Regions from separate parts of the Mus musculus genome. Here regions 1 and 2 are each linked to region 3. The links are chromatin contacts, called in public promoter capture Hi-C maps. All regions are on one chromosome and are shown on one strand. Each heading gives the region's core, a stretch centred on a gene start, on an enhancer-like site or on the middle of the called end of the contact. The rest is flanking DNA. Distances are from core to core; before and after follow the strand shown. Region 1 overlaps Afap1l2 (actin filament associated protein 1-like 2). Region 2 has its middle 34 kb from the start of Gm32441. Region 3 overlaps Ccdc186 (coiled-coil domain containing 186).

Evidence for each region. Capture Hi-C pulls out chosen DNA fragments and counts their contacts.
Region 1: a promoter capture Hi-C map of adipose tissue shows a contact between it and region 3. The contact joins two enhancer-like sites. A contact is called at or near these places in 2 of 484 Hi-C or Micro-C datasets (both in embryonic stem cells), 1 of 115 datasets of contacts at active chromatin or transcription factors (pancreatic cancer cells) and 3 of 9 other capture datasets (adipose tissue, embryonic stem cells and pancreatic islet).
Region 2: a promoter capture Hi-C map of adipose tissue shows a contact between it and region 3. The contact joins two enhancer-like sites. A contact is called at or near these places in 1 of 39 promoter capture datasets (macrophages), 1 of 15 datasets of contacts at CTCF or cohesin (the NIH/3T3 cell line), 1 of 115 datasets of contacts at active chromatin or transcription factors (pancreatic cancer cells) and 3 of 9 other capture datasets (adipose tissue, liver and pancreatic islet).

What each region holds. Positions count from the first base shown.
Region 1 is chr19:56,937,775-56,942,129 of GRCm38.p6, reverse strand. The region is part of intron 4 of Afap1l2 (actin filament associated protein 1-like 2); the gene reads left to right. Among named protein-coding and RNA genes, the nearest start is that of Gm38597, 38 kb to the left of the region's middle. Within about 2 kb of position 2,034, at least 60 of the 459 cell types and tissues checked have an H3K27ac peak or open chromatin away from gene starts, as enhancers often do. A contact at or near this core is called in adipose tissue, where this site is marked.
Region 2 is chr19:56,628,878-56,633,263 of GRCm38.p6, reverse strand. No RefSeq gene overlaps it. Among named protein-coding and RNA genes, the nearest start is that of Gm32441, 34 kb to the left of the region's middle. Within about 2 kb of position 1,468, at least 25 of the 459 cell types and tissues checked have an H3K27ac peak or open chromatin away from gene starts, as enhancers often do. A contact at or near this core is called in adipose tissue, where this site is marked.
Region 3 is chr19:56,799,411-56,803,967 of GRCm38.p6, reverse strand. It overlaps Ccdc186 (coiled-coil domain containing 186), which reads left to right. Exons shown (of 16, transcript NM_170757.2): 7 at 1,979-2,083; 8 at 2,703-2,801; 9 at 2,969-3,055; 10 at 3,762-3,904. Among named protein-coding and RNA genes, the nearest start is that of Ccdc186, 21 kb to the left of the region's middle. Within about 2 kb of position 2,092, at least 51 of the 459 cell types and tissues checked have an H3K27ac peak or open chromatin away from gene starts, as enhancers often do. A contact at or near this core is called in adipose tissue, where this site is marked.

The DNA of each region.
Region 1 (4,355 bases), core at 785-3,284, 140 kb before region 3:
CACTAATCAAGAAAATACCCTACATACGTGACTACAGGCATATCTTACAAAAACATCTTCTCAATTGTTGTCCCCTCTTTTTTTTTTTTTCCCCTCAAGACAGAGTTCCTCTGTGTAGCCCCTGGCTGTCCTGGAACTCACTTTGTAGACCAGGCTGGCCTCGAACTCAGAAATCCACCTGCCTCTGCCTCCCGAGTGCTGGGATTAAAGGTGAGTGCCACCACGCCCGGCCCTGTTGTTCCCTCTTTTAAGATAACTCTTGAGCCGGGCATGGTGGCTCAAGAACACCCAGCCGGAACAATGTGGCAGAAGCCCATTGTCTTAGTCTGGAAGTGACAATATCAAGACTTGATCCCAGGCTCTTTTCCCCCTAAGGAGGCTTCCTAGAAAGACCCAAGGCCACATCATATGAGGTTCAAGGAGGGTCTTTACCTCAGAATGGCTTTGAACCAGCCTCCAAGGACAGCAGGGGTACACACTACCACCATGTGGGACGCAGGTGTAGTTCATGAGTAGTTCATGGGTCAGTGTCTCATGCTTGAAGTCCCCTTAACTGGCAGCTGGTGGGACCTTCGATGTCAGGTGAAGTGACTATTGGCAGGCTGATCCTTCCTCTCTGGGTATCCATGCCGTGCTCCTGATGGCCTCTTCCTGAACTTCTACCCCACTCTACACAAGGGACAGGTGACTCTGTCACCATCTCAGAGTGTTAAGAGAGGCCTGGCCTAAGTGGACGTCCAGGAGGCAGAGAGGACAGATGTCAACACAGGCTTCTTGCTGGCCCTAAGCAGAGTGGGGGACTTTGCTCCTCCCAGCTCCTCCCCACCTCACTCTCACCCCAGTACTTTGGGGGTCTGGGAGAGACACTTTCCTGGCACTCCCCTATCTGGCTGTCACCAGCAGCAGTGGGTGGTTCTGGGTAGAACAGTGTGGTTCTACGATAAGCTCTCCTAGGCATAGCTCACTGTGATTTTGCTGATGTGAAATGCCACCTGCCAAGCCAGATACTCCTGGGTCAACGCAAGGAGGGATGATATATTCAATAGGCAGAGTTCTCCTGGCACTGAGTCTTAACTATTCCAGAAATCTGTGTCTCATAAACACAGTGTAGAGAGCAGAGAGCCTGGGCTTTGGTCATAGTTCTAAAGAATCCAGTCCAGTGAACCCCGAAGCCTCTGGGATTCACGGCATTCCCCAGCATGAAGATTGAAGGGTCTCCGTATGAGGGCAAAGGGCAGGGTAGACGTGGTCCTCTCCTGCTTCATCCTTCCTACTCTGTCTGTGATGGGGCGGCTCGGGCCTGTCTGAGCGGAAGTCGGTGCTCGAGATGGAGACATTGTCACCGCCCAGGAATAGTTCAGTCTCAGGAGCCTTTCCGAGGCGTGGTAATTGTCCTGTGGACAGACTCCAGGCCTGGGGACCATTCCAGCAGCACCAGCTGACATTACAGTACAGGGCCCTCCCTCTACCAGATGGACTTTCTTTGCTAGAAGGGTATGACATGTCTAAGGCCTTCCAAGATTTTTCCTAGGCACCCGCTACTGCCCTCCAATGATTCCAGATGTGGTGTGAGGAAGGGTGGTCTCTGCTCCCCAGGCCCTCTCTTCCCCACCCGCACATGCATGCCCATGCTCGGGCCCCTCAGGCCTTCCTACTCTGCCCAAAGCAGTAAAAGTCTTAGTCCAGTGTTTCCAGAGGAGCAGGGTCAGGTGGATCAGGACGAGGAAACACAAGAGTCATGGCTGCCTATGCCTCCCAGGAAGACCTCATGGCAGTTCCATCCAGCCTTCCTCAGACAGAGATTCCCTCCTCCCTCTCCTGACTCTACATGATCAGTGTGCTATGGGGAAACCTTCACCCAAATGCTGGACCCCTAATGCCTGTGTCTGGGCCAGGATGGTGGTCCTTGTCCTGGCCTTGGGATGCTCGTCAGCTCATCCCTAACTCATCTCTGGTGGCGAGGTCCTTACTGTAGTCCCCACAGTCAGAACAGGTCCATCCAGCCGTGGAGGGCAGCCAAGGATCTGGAGCAAACTTGTGGGTGTGGACAGTGACTCACAGCTTAAGTCTTTCCAGGCTGCAGGCTGCACAGCCAGGTGCTGCGGTCACTGCAAGAGAAGCAGATGTCCGCTGGCCACTGTACCATCTTGGCAAGCGCCACCCCTCCCCCACACACCTCCTGAGGCCTGACCGTGACATTAGCACTGATCTCAATGGAGCTTCCTGGTAGGGAAGCAGCTGACATGGCATTTTCGCGGTCAGTGTGGCCCCAGAGTTTTCCACAGTGGGTTGTTCCCCAGGGAAGTTTGCATGACTGCCTTGGGTCATCTAGGACCATGGAGCTTAGGAGTGAGTAGCTGAGATAAGAGACCCCAAGGGGCCACAGATTCCTAAAATATTTGCTGGCTGGCCCTTTGGAGAACAAGCAGAACTGTGGCTCTTGGTAAACCCTGCAGCTCACAGTGGCTTCTTCCTTGTCTCCCCCTCTGATGATAGCTGGTTATTTCAGCACTGAAATCCAGTCTCCTGCATCTTTGGTTAATGATTTTACCGTCTTCGGGTTACTGTTGCTGTGAAGAGACACTGTGAACCAGAAAGCAAGTTGAGGAGGAAAGGATTTATTTGGCTTATACTTCCATATTTCTGTTCACCATTGAAAGAAGTCAGGATGGGAACTTAAACAGGGCAGGAACCTGGAGGCAGGAGCTGATGCAGAGGCCATGGAGGGGTGCTGCTTATGGGCTTGCTCATCATGGCTTGCTCAGCCTGCTTTCTTACAGCACCCAGAACCAACAGCCCAGGGAAAGCACCACTCACAGTGGGCTGGGGCCTCCCCCACTGATCACTAATAAGAAAATGCCATATAGCTGGGGTCTTATGGAGGCATTGTCTCAGCGGAGAGTCCCTCCTCTCAGATAACTCTAGCTTGTGTCAAGTTGATGTAAAACCATCCAGGACAATCACAATCTTCGCATCTTGATGCTGGTGCTTAACACAGTGGACCTTATGGTGCTGATACTGAACAGAGTGGTTCTTCTTCCTTAGTCCTAAGACGTTAGCATCTCTGTCCTTCGGTATCTAATGGTAAGTCGCTGTGTCTGGGATTATAGGACATACACATGGGACTTTGATGTTTTTATATATTTTTTGTAACATTTTTTTTAATTAGATATTTTCCTCATTTACATTTCCAATGCTATCCCAAAAGTCCCCTATACCCACCCCCACAATCCCCTACCCACCCACTCCCCCTTTTTGGCCCTGGTGTTCCCCTGTACTGGGGCATATAAAGTTTGCAAGTCCACATGGCCTCTCTTTCCAGTGATGGCCGACTAGGCTATCTTTTGATACATATGCAGCTAGAGACAAGAGCTCCGGGGCACTGGTTAGTTCATATTGTTGTTCCACCTATAGGGTTGCAGTTCCCTTTAGCTCCTTGGGTACTTTCTTTAGCTCCTCCATGGGGGCCGTATGACCCATCCAATAGCTGACTGTGATCATCCACTCTGTGTTTGCTAGGCCCCGACTATTTTTTTCTTTAGGCTAGTAAATACAGACATTTACCGAACACTTCATGTTGCCCAGCACAGTTTAACCCTCTGTGTTTGCAAGTGACAGACGTTTCTGCTTTTTTTTTTAAATACTACAGCCTAGACAAATTGTATTTGGGTTTCTATTGCTGTGAAGAGACACCATGACCTCAGCAATTCTTATAAAGGAAAACATTTAATTGGGGCTGGCTTATATTTTCAGAGGTTTAGTCCATGACTGTCATGGCTGGGAACATGGTGGTGTGCAGGCAGACATGGTACTGGGGAAGGAGCTGAGAGTTCTACAACTTGATCTGTAGGCAACAGGAGACTGACACACTGGGAATAGCTTGAGCATATATGAGATCTCAAAGCCCACCTCCACAGTGACATACTTCCTCCAATGAGGCCACACTTACTCCAACAAGGCCACACCTTCTCCAGCAAGGCCACACCTTCTCCAACAAGACCATACCCACTCCAATGAGGCCACACCTCCTAATAGAACCACTTCCTCTAGGTCAAGCATGCAAACACATGAGTCTGTAGGGGCCATTCCTTATTCAAACCACCCCGTGAGCCCAACCATCTACGGTCACATGTCCTCTCAGGCTGCTCGTCTCTGCCTTGCCTCTGGGGTGCTGGAGTGCTCCAGGCACACTGCTCGGGAGAGGCAGAACGCAGTCTGTGATGGGGAGTACCAGCCCGTGTTTTTCTGGGTGAGAAGCAGTGAGATCAGTGGTGGAGGTTGTGGTTCTCAATCTCCTGTGTACCCAGACACCACTGGGGACCACAGGGAGCTGAGAACAGTGGTCTCAAGGTTTG
Region 2 (4,386 bases), core at 219-2,718, 170 kb after region 3:
CAGAAAACTCCTTTACAGTTTTTGGACAATTTATTACAAAAACCCTCAACTTTTTATTGTTTCTTTTTATTTTAATTGCCCGTATTTATGTATTTGTGTGCCATGGTGTGCATGTGGAGGTCAGAGGACAGCCTGCAAGAATTGATTCTCTCCTTCCAACATGTCAGACCCGACGACAAGTACCTTTACCCACGGCAGCATCCTGCTAACCCTATTGTTTTTTAATTATGATACAAATCAGGAAGCTTGTATCATGGTAGAGGTAATGCAGAATGTGGGAACTGTTGAAGTTCACTACAAAAGATGGAAGGACTCTGAGCCACTTTGTGGATGCTAAAACTCCAATCCAGGGAACTAGGCTTCTCAAAGCCCTGTAGTTACTAGTGAGGATTGATGCTGGTGTCCCAAGTTCTACTCTGAAAAAAATCTCTCTTGAGTATCAAGCTATGGCAAAACATGGGAGTATATGCCCTTCCTAAATGCTCCCACCAGGGCTATACCTAACACAGCTGCTGATCAATGGGTTCCAGGCACCGTGTTGATAACGTCTGAACTAAGGTTTATAAGGGAGATGCTACGGCATCTTGACATTTAATATTTCTGTATCAGTGTAAAGATGATTAGTGGGTTCTTTTACTTGCTGGGAAGGAGGGTCACTTTAAGTCGTTAAGGCGCAGGGCATATTTTGCATCTCTCTCCTGTCTTAGTTTGGGTTGACCACATTCAGGTGCATGCTACCTAACCACATGTGGCAAGTGGCTTCTGTGTTGAATGTGAGAATTCTCCATAGCAGAACTTATCTCAGCTAGATCTCCGCCAAAGCAGATGTCCCTTAGAATAGAGAGGATGCCCTGGGTGGCTGAAGGGATGGAGCAGTGGGTAACGAGAGCAGGAACTTGAGTTCCTATCCCTAGATGAGGTGGCTAGCGCTGTAACCTCGGTGCTGGGAGAGGAGACAGGGGGACTGTCTGAGCTCATGGCCGGCTAGCCAGCCTAGCCAAACTCATGAGCTTCATGTTTAGTGAGAGACTCTGCCTCAAAACGTAGGTGAAGAATGACAGAGGAAGCGGCCTGACGACAGCCTCTGGCCTCTAAATAGTAGTTCATAGCTATCCTCGGACTCCCTCAGATGGTCCCACAGCTTAGCCATATCTGGAAGCTGTTACAATTTTGGTGACTAACCAGGGGGTGTAGGGATGGGGGTAGGCCTAAAAGGGGGAGGGGGAGATAGGCCTAAGCTTGGGGGGGGGGGGGTAATTGGCTGAGACATAAACATAAACTAGTCACGGCTGGACAAGTTTACAGACTTGCCTGGTGGTTTGACTTCTCGTACTATTCCAGAACTTCACCTACCATTGACCTTGTAGCCACTACCTGAAGGCTGTCCAGCACACTGCACCCCACCCGCGGCTGCCCATTAATCACGGGCCAAAGAGGCTTTGCCTGGCAGAGGCAGCTACAGGGTTCTGGAACAGGATGCAGCCATTGGCAGACGGGTTCTCTTATCAGGACCTCGCAGTCAGAGAAAAGGCTCCTGTCTGTGGAGAGGGTGGCTTTTGTTTGCTTTCTCTTTTAGCTAAAGGGAATTCCTGGGGAAAAGGGATGCCAGAGAAAAGGAAATGCTTGCCAATAAGAAAAATCCTTCCCAGCCGGACTCCTGCCCCACCCGAAGGACAGCCCCAGCTTCAAAGGGTTCAGCAAGTGTTCCTCACGCTCGGGGTCAGCTCCAGTCCAAGGGAGCTTGCTCGCCCTTTCTTGCAGAGGTCTGCTCCTGGTTTCCTCCGGCTGCCAGGGCTGCATTTTAGATCAAGGAAGCCCAGGAACGCAGACACTCAGTCCTTCTTGCGTTTTTCTAAGGGTTGAGGCCTAGAAGGACCAAGGAAACTAGAAGAGGCCTAGTGACCTCCCTGTCCAAGAGGAGGAAGGTGCCAAAGTCAGAGAGTTGTGCCCCAAGCTGCACAGTGAGATTGAAAGACAAGCTGGGAACAGACTGTGTCTCTGCCTGGCAGCTGGCCTCCAGTTCTCCAAACTTGCGTCGTGCCTGTGTGCTTGCTTTGCTGTTGAGATGTCGCTGTCTGTTGGTGGGTGTTGCAAGTGGAGGTTTCTGAGAGAGGGTTGTGCATTGGATCGTATCCAAGGCCACTGAAGAGGCACTGCTTGGTTTGTACATCAACTTGACACAAGCTAAAGGCATCTGAGAGGAGCAAACCTCAGTTAAAGAAAATGCCTCCATAAGATCCAGCTTTAAGGCATTTTCTTAATTAGTGATTGATGGGGAAGGGCCCAGCCCACTGTGGGTCTCATCGTCCCTGGGTTGGTGGTCCTGGGTTCTATGAGAAAGCAGGCTGAGCAAACCATGAGGAACAAGCCAGTAAGCAGCATCCCTCCACGGCCTCTGCTTCATCTCCTGCCCCCAGGTTCCTGACCTGTTTGAGTTCCAGTCTTGACTTCCTTCAATGATGGACTTCAGTGTGGAAATAGAAGCCAAATAAACCGTTTCCTTCTTAGCCTGCTTTTGGCTGCAGTGCTTCATCGCTGCAATGAACACCCTAAGACAGTCTCTCTATATATTTCAGGCTAGTTCCAAATGGTCATCCTCCTGCCTCTGTCATTCTAGTGCCATTATGCCCAGGTCTTGAGGACCAGAAATGTTGAGTCCTGTCGTGTCAAGCATGATGGGAGATACACTAAATGAATGTGCCATCTGGTAGGAATCCAGTTCTAAATATTAGGTCTTTACAAAAAGAGACACCTGGAAAAAAATGTAGTCTTATTGAGGTATAACCTACACGGCTGCATAATAACTTTCTAAGGAGGTCAGAGGGCCTGGGTAGTGGAGGCACCCGCTAAGACCTGCCCAGAGGCTGGAGAAGGAATGCTGTTTGCTCACAGAGAGTTCCTTGGAAGTGAGTGGGGAACTGTGGGCAGGAGAAGTCACACCCAAAGCTGTCCTCTGACCACCAAAGTATGTGCATAAATTCTCTCTCTCTCTCTTTCTGTCTCACACACACACACACACACACACACACACACACACACACACTACACTGCAAATCAAAACAAAATAAAACACCAACAGCCTATTCTGAAGTCTGTTTCCCAGAAACATTACCACTAATAGGGCCTCTACCTGGTCCTCATGTGAGATTCCTCAAGACAGGGGCCATTGAAACACCATGAAGTATAATTGTGTTCCAGGGTCACACCTCTGCCTGCTTCTTTCCACTTCTCTCTCTTGCTGCCCTGCTTCTCCAACAGTTCCTTGTGGGGACAGTCACGTTGGGTATCATTGCACATGAATCCAACCACATCCCAACTCTGTGCGTGGATCCTGCCACAAAGTCAGCAGAGAGAGAGCGCTTTCATCTTGCAGGGCCTCTGGGGGCCTGAGTGTTCTGGTCCTGCTCAGTCTGCCCCTGTCCAGCCAGGGTTCGTCAGCTTATTCCCACTGCACTCCCTGGGTGACCTTTCTCAGGGCTCCAGGAGAGAGCCTGAGTTCCGGGCATGGGATGAAGGCTGGGTGAGGTTCAGCAGAGTGCTGGATAACAAAGGCACGTGCTCTTGAAAATTGTCAAGGGGACAAACCAGGAACCCACAGTTTTTTGGGTTTTTTTTTTTTTTTTGATCAACAAAACTTAAATAGAAACGGAGGCTATTCATTGTGCTACCAGATTTAGAGCTTTTAACAAGAAACACACTCGTGCTTCAAGGGAAAAAAAAAAGGTCCTCAGAAGTCTGTCTTGCTCTGGCCAACGAGCTTCCAAATTTTGGTGGCATTATAAGTGGTGTCAGGATGACCCATCAACGTGTAAAGATTTTCAAAATTTTATCTTTCTGGAATGAGTCGGTACATTTCAATTCCCATTCAAAGTTGCTTTAAATATATAAGTAGATGATCACATTTACTTTTGAGTCCCAGCAGCCTCTTTTTTTTTTTTCATAAGGATGAAGTTTGTTAGTCTGTCCCATGTGTCTCTCACACCAACAGCCTGGACAACCATGCACGTGTTGCTGTGTTTGTGAGCGTGTAGCAGCCACAAAGCTTAAATCTAGCTAAGCCTCTGTATTTGGGCAAGACAGGGTAGCCTTGTTCCAGAGCCAGGCTGAAGGGGAAGTCTGGGAGCACAGGAGATCTAGCTGAGACTATGAGGGGAGCTATAGATAGAGGTGTTCTGTCTAGTGTCCCCCCTATCCCACTGGGACATTAGCTGGGGGATCTGCATACACACAGCCATTCAAAATTAGAACCATGTGTCCCTTCACTCTGGCCCAAGCTGGTACAGGGGTATGGGGATGCCTAGCCAAAGACTCATAAGTCATAAAAGGAGGGACAGGACAGGCTGGGGCATCAGGAAATCTGTTCTAGACAAAGATGGAGAGGGGAAT
Region 3 (4,557 bases), core at 843-3,342:
GCTCTCCCATGCTTTGTTGTTGCTTCATTTCTGCTCCTTAACTCCTGCCCCTAGCGTACTGAACATCCAAGCCTTTGTGTGCTTCCTTTGTTTATTTACCTCTAGCAGTAGACTGTCAGCTTCTCGGGGGTAGAGAGTTTGGTTTGCTTGCTCAGCTCTTTCCCTTGAGAATAGAACAGTGCCTATAAGGCTGCGGAGATGGTTCAGTGGGTCAGGGTGCTCGTACCAATGAGAACCTGAGGGCAAATTTCCAAAAACCCATGTCAAAACAGGGGTACTTGTGTGTCTGTGTGTGTGTGCTTATGCGCGCGCATGTGTACACACATGTGTGTGCATGCTTGTGTGTGTATGTGCATGCGTGTGTGTGTGTGTGTGTGTGTGTGTGTGTGTGTGTGTGTATTGAGATGGGGTCCTATACAGGAGAATCTCCAGAAATTTGTAGACTGACTAGCCTGGTGCTTGCATCGGCAACAAGGTGGAAGGTGTGGCCTGACAACTGAGGTCATCCGGTGAGCTCTGTAAGTGGTCAGCTGATAGGTAGAATATAGACAGTAAGCATCCTTAACCTGACACAATGGGATTTGTTTTCATTTATTCAAATGTTCAGTGTTATCTGGCACTCTCACTTGCTGGATTTAGGGTGTTGAAATGGACCAGAACTATATATGTCAGTTGTGTCTTAGTCACAGGAGTGAGGATGCAGAACCACGGTTGTTTATACTTTGTCTAAGGCTCTGTGGAAAAGTATTCTGGTTATTGTGTTGCTATATTTTAAGTGATACTGGCCCCTGACTATCAAAGACCAGTACCTCAAGGTAGATAAGTGCTAGTTATAAGATGTTTATTGTTAAAATGGCATATGGAGTAATGTGTGGAGCCTAGGTGCAGGGCAGATGTTGAAGAGACAAAGGCTACGCTGCCCAAGCATAAGAACAAAAGAGGGTCACTGAGCTGCCCAGAGCAGAGGCTGCTGCCTAGGCCTCACAGGAGCCCAAAGGATCTCCACAGGAGCAGCAGGTGTCAGTCATTACTTTCCTCATCGCTGTACCATAAGGAAGGGAAGTCTTTTTGACTCACAGTTTTGCACTAGAGCAGGAAAGGCATGACTGACAGTTTGAGGGCCTTGATCACGTTGCATCTGCAGTCAGGAAGCTGGGAGAGAGATCACCAGAGAGCAGGAAGCAAGCAAGGAATAATAAGGAAGATAGACTATACAAAAGAAAGTGTGTATGTTTTCAGTGGGAATTGGCAAGGGACAGTTGAAGAGTCAGGCAGTCAGGACTAGAGCAGGTGAGTGAAAAATAAGAATGAGGGAAAAGCAACAGGTTTTGATGAGGAAATCCCTAAAAATCCTGCATGAAGAATGCCATTTAGCAGTCTCAAAGCAGAGGCCATGTTCAGTAGTGTCGTTCAGTTAAAAGGGAGTTTCAAATGGATATCACAGCCACAGCCAGAGACTCTCTGCAATGTGCAAAGAACCGTAGAAGACTGCTTTTCTCAGTGCTGAAGTCATTTAGAGGACTCTGGGGAAGACTGCTGATTAACTTACTGTCCATCAGTCTCACTGTTAGCCATTTTCCCCGTCAGAAACAAGCAAACTGTTAGACTCCTGCTTAATCCCCTTAGTCTAGTGCTACAACAGTGTCCTAGTTAGGGTTTTCATTGCTGTGAAGAGACACTATGACCACAGCAGCTCTTATAAAGGAAAACATTTAATTGGGGACTACATCACTCAGTCCATTGTTGTCATGGTGGGAAGCATGGTGGACTTCAGGAAGACGTGGTGCTGTAGAAGGACTGAGAGAGTACATCTGGGTCCTTGGGTATCAGAAAGGGTGAGCTTTGAAACCTCAAAGCCCACCCACAAGGTCACACCTCCTTGTTGCTGTTACTGAACCCCACAAGCGGGGACCTCTTTGCTCTCACTGTCCTCCACCTCGCTGTGCCTGATGTTGTCTTTGTCGTGTTGTCATTGTAGGAAACCAAAGATAAACTCAAAGAAACAACTACAAAACTAACCCAGGCAAAGGAGGAAGCTGAGCAAATCCGGCAGAACTGTCAGGACATGATAAAGACCTATCAGGTAGGCTTCCTTGGTGAGAAGTCCGTTATCAGAGCTCTGTGCTCATGCACGTTCCAAGTCTGCCACTGTGCAGTGTACGTGCATTTCTGAAGCACTCAGTTAAAATACAGGTTAGTTCCTGTGCTGTAGTACCTGCAGTTCAAGTGGGGAGACGGTCTAGTGGGCAAGCATAAGAACCTGAGCGCCCACATAAAAGCTGAGTGTGGCAGTGTGAACCCCTAACCTTGGCTTTGTCAGGGTGAAGAGAGAGGTGGGTCCATGCAGCTCACTGGCCAGCCAGTCGAGCCAAGTCAATCAAATCAGCTCAAGTTATATGATATCCTGTCTCAAAAATAAAGTGAAGGGCACTTGAGGAAGAGGCTTGGTGTTAGCTCTGGCTTCCATGGGCACACCACATGACTCATCTTATCAGAGACTTTCCCTTCAAAACGTCGTAGAAAACACTGGATTATGTCATACACTCAAAGTGCACTGTTCCTGTTTCTGCTCTGTTAACACTTAAAGTCCTTCAATACTTTCTCCAGTTTTGGCTGCATAATCTATTGCACAGCTAGTAAACTTGATAGCAAAGCTTTGTTTATTTTCAAAGTAAAAGTGTTTTTCATTGTTTTTCCATTAGGAATCTGAAGAAATTAAGTCAAATGAGCTTGATGCAAAGCTCAGAGTTACAAAAGGAGAACTTGAAAAACAAATGCAAGAGAAATCTGACCAGCTGGAGGTGAGTTTAGTTCTTCCGCACTCTCTAATACATCCTGATTGGCTGGGCTGTGACTCAGGAAGAGGAGTGGTGCATTCGTGACTGTCCACAGATAAGGCCTTCTTAGGAAAACCAGGCAGGATACTGCTAGTGCGCCTGTGTCTCTCAGCGATCTGTGTCTCTTCCAGATGCATCATGCCAAAATAAAGGAGCTAGAAGATCTAAAGAGGACATTTAAGGAGGGCATGGATGAGCTACGGACATTGAGAACGAAGGTAAGCAGTTCCTCACTCCTAACTCAGGTGGGATGAACACTCTTAGTTTACTCTGCTTTTTAAGGTGTTCAGAAAGCAATGCTTAGAAATCTTTCAAAATAAAAGAACTTAGGAAAAGACTAGCATTTTCTTTAGCATTTGCACTGCCACTGACTCTTGCTGAGCTGAGGTTATGTTAGTCACTGGAAGTGCTTGCCATGCATCCTTGCTCATGGCACACTTCAGCATCTGCACCTGGAACATCTGGGCTTTGGAGCTAAGGACAGCAGAGCAGTTGGCAGAATGGGTGGACCTTACAGCACCCTTATGTCGTTGGCAGACCCAAAATACTCCTTCTGACTGTATTTAATAGTAGTTTCTAACAATGTTAGTGAATAATCTGTGGTCAGAGTAATCTCCCTCTTAGGACTTACACGCTGGCTCCACGTGCCAGTCGCTTATCTAGAAGTAGGGTTTTGTGCAGGCACCATGACTTGAGACCACAGCACAGTACCGAGTGTCTGCCATGTCTGTCCTGTTGTGTCAGGTGTTCACTGCAGTTGAACACAGGGGAGTTGTTGTCGTTGAGATAAGGACAGCAGCTTCCTGTCTCCTCACAGCAGCTCCTGCAGCACTTGTCTCAGGTTACTCCTGTGTCTGCCCTGTCTGAGAGAGTTCATATGGAGCACGGCGGTCTGTGCTTAGCTTGACTGTGATCATTTCACAGGCGAAATGTCTAGAAGATGAACGCTTAAGAACGGAAGATGAGTTATCAAAGTACAGGGAAATTATCAATCGACAGAAATCTGAAATTCAGAATTTACTGGACAAGGTGAAAATCACAGATCAGTTACATGAGCAGCTTCAAAGGTATGAAATGAGTGGTGTTTAAGATGGTGTCTCTGAGTACAATACTGTATCAAACAGGAGCAATTCTCATAATTCTTCCAGTTAACAATTCTTCAGTTTGTGTCTTTGAACTCCTGTCACGGCTTCTAAAAGTCAAATCAAAGTTTCTATTTCATAAGCACTGACAGGAACCATGCATAGGTGGGGTGGATTTGGTTTATCTGTTCTGTGGCTTCACAGTCTCTCCTCAAATGGGAAGCGTGAGTCTGCACCTGGCTCCTTAACTTTGTGTGCGAGCCTTGAGGTCAGAGCGAATGTCATTCTGTGATGTCCCAGCATCGTTTAAACTTGGTTCATGATGTCATATAGTAGAGCCTGGACTCAGGGTTAACTTCTATTGTCCTTGCTGTCCATCTCCAGGCAGCCACCCGAGTGCTGCTGAAAAAAGGTTCTCACCCTCACAATCACCGTCCTCAGTAAGGACGCCAGAGACCAGCCACCTCTCCTTTCTAGACCTCTGTCTTCCTGGTGTGTCTCTTCTGGGGCGACCAGCGTTCTCTCTGCTCTCATGTGATTAAGGGCTTTGAGCTGCTGCTGGTTTCTACAACCATTCCCTACTGCCATTGTGCAAGAAATGCTTCTAGTCTGAATTGGATTATTCTTTCCACGTCTGC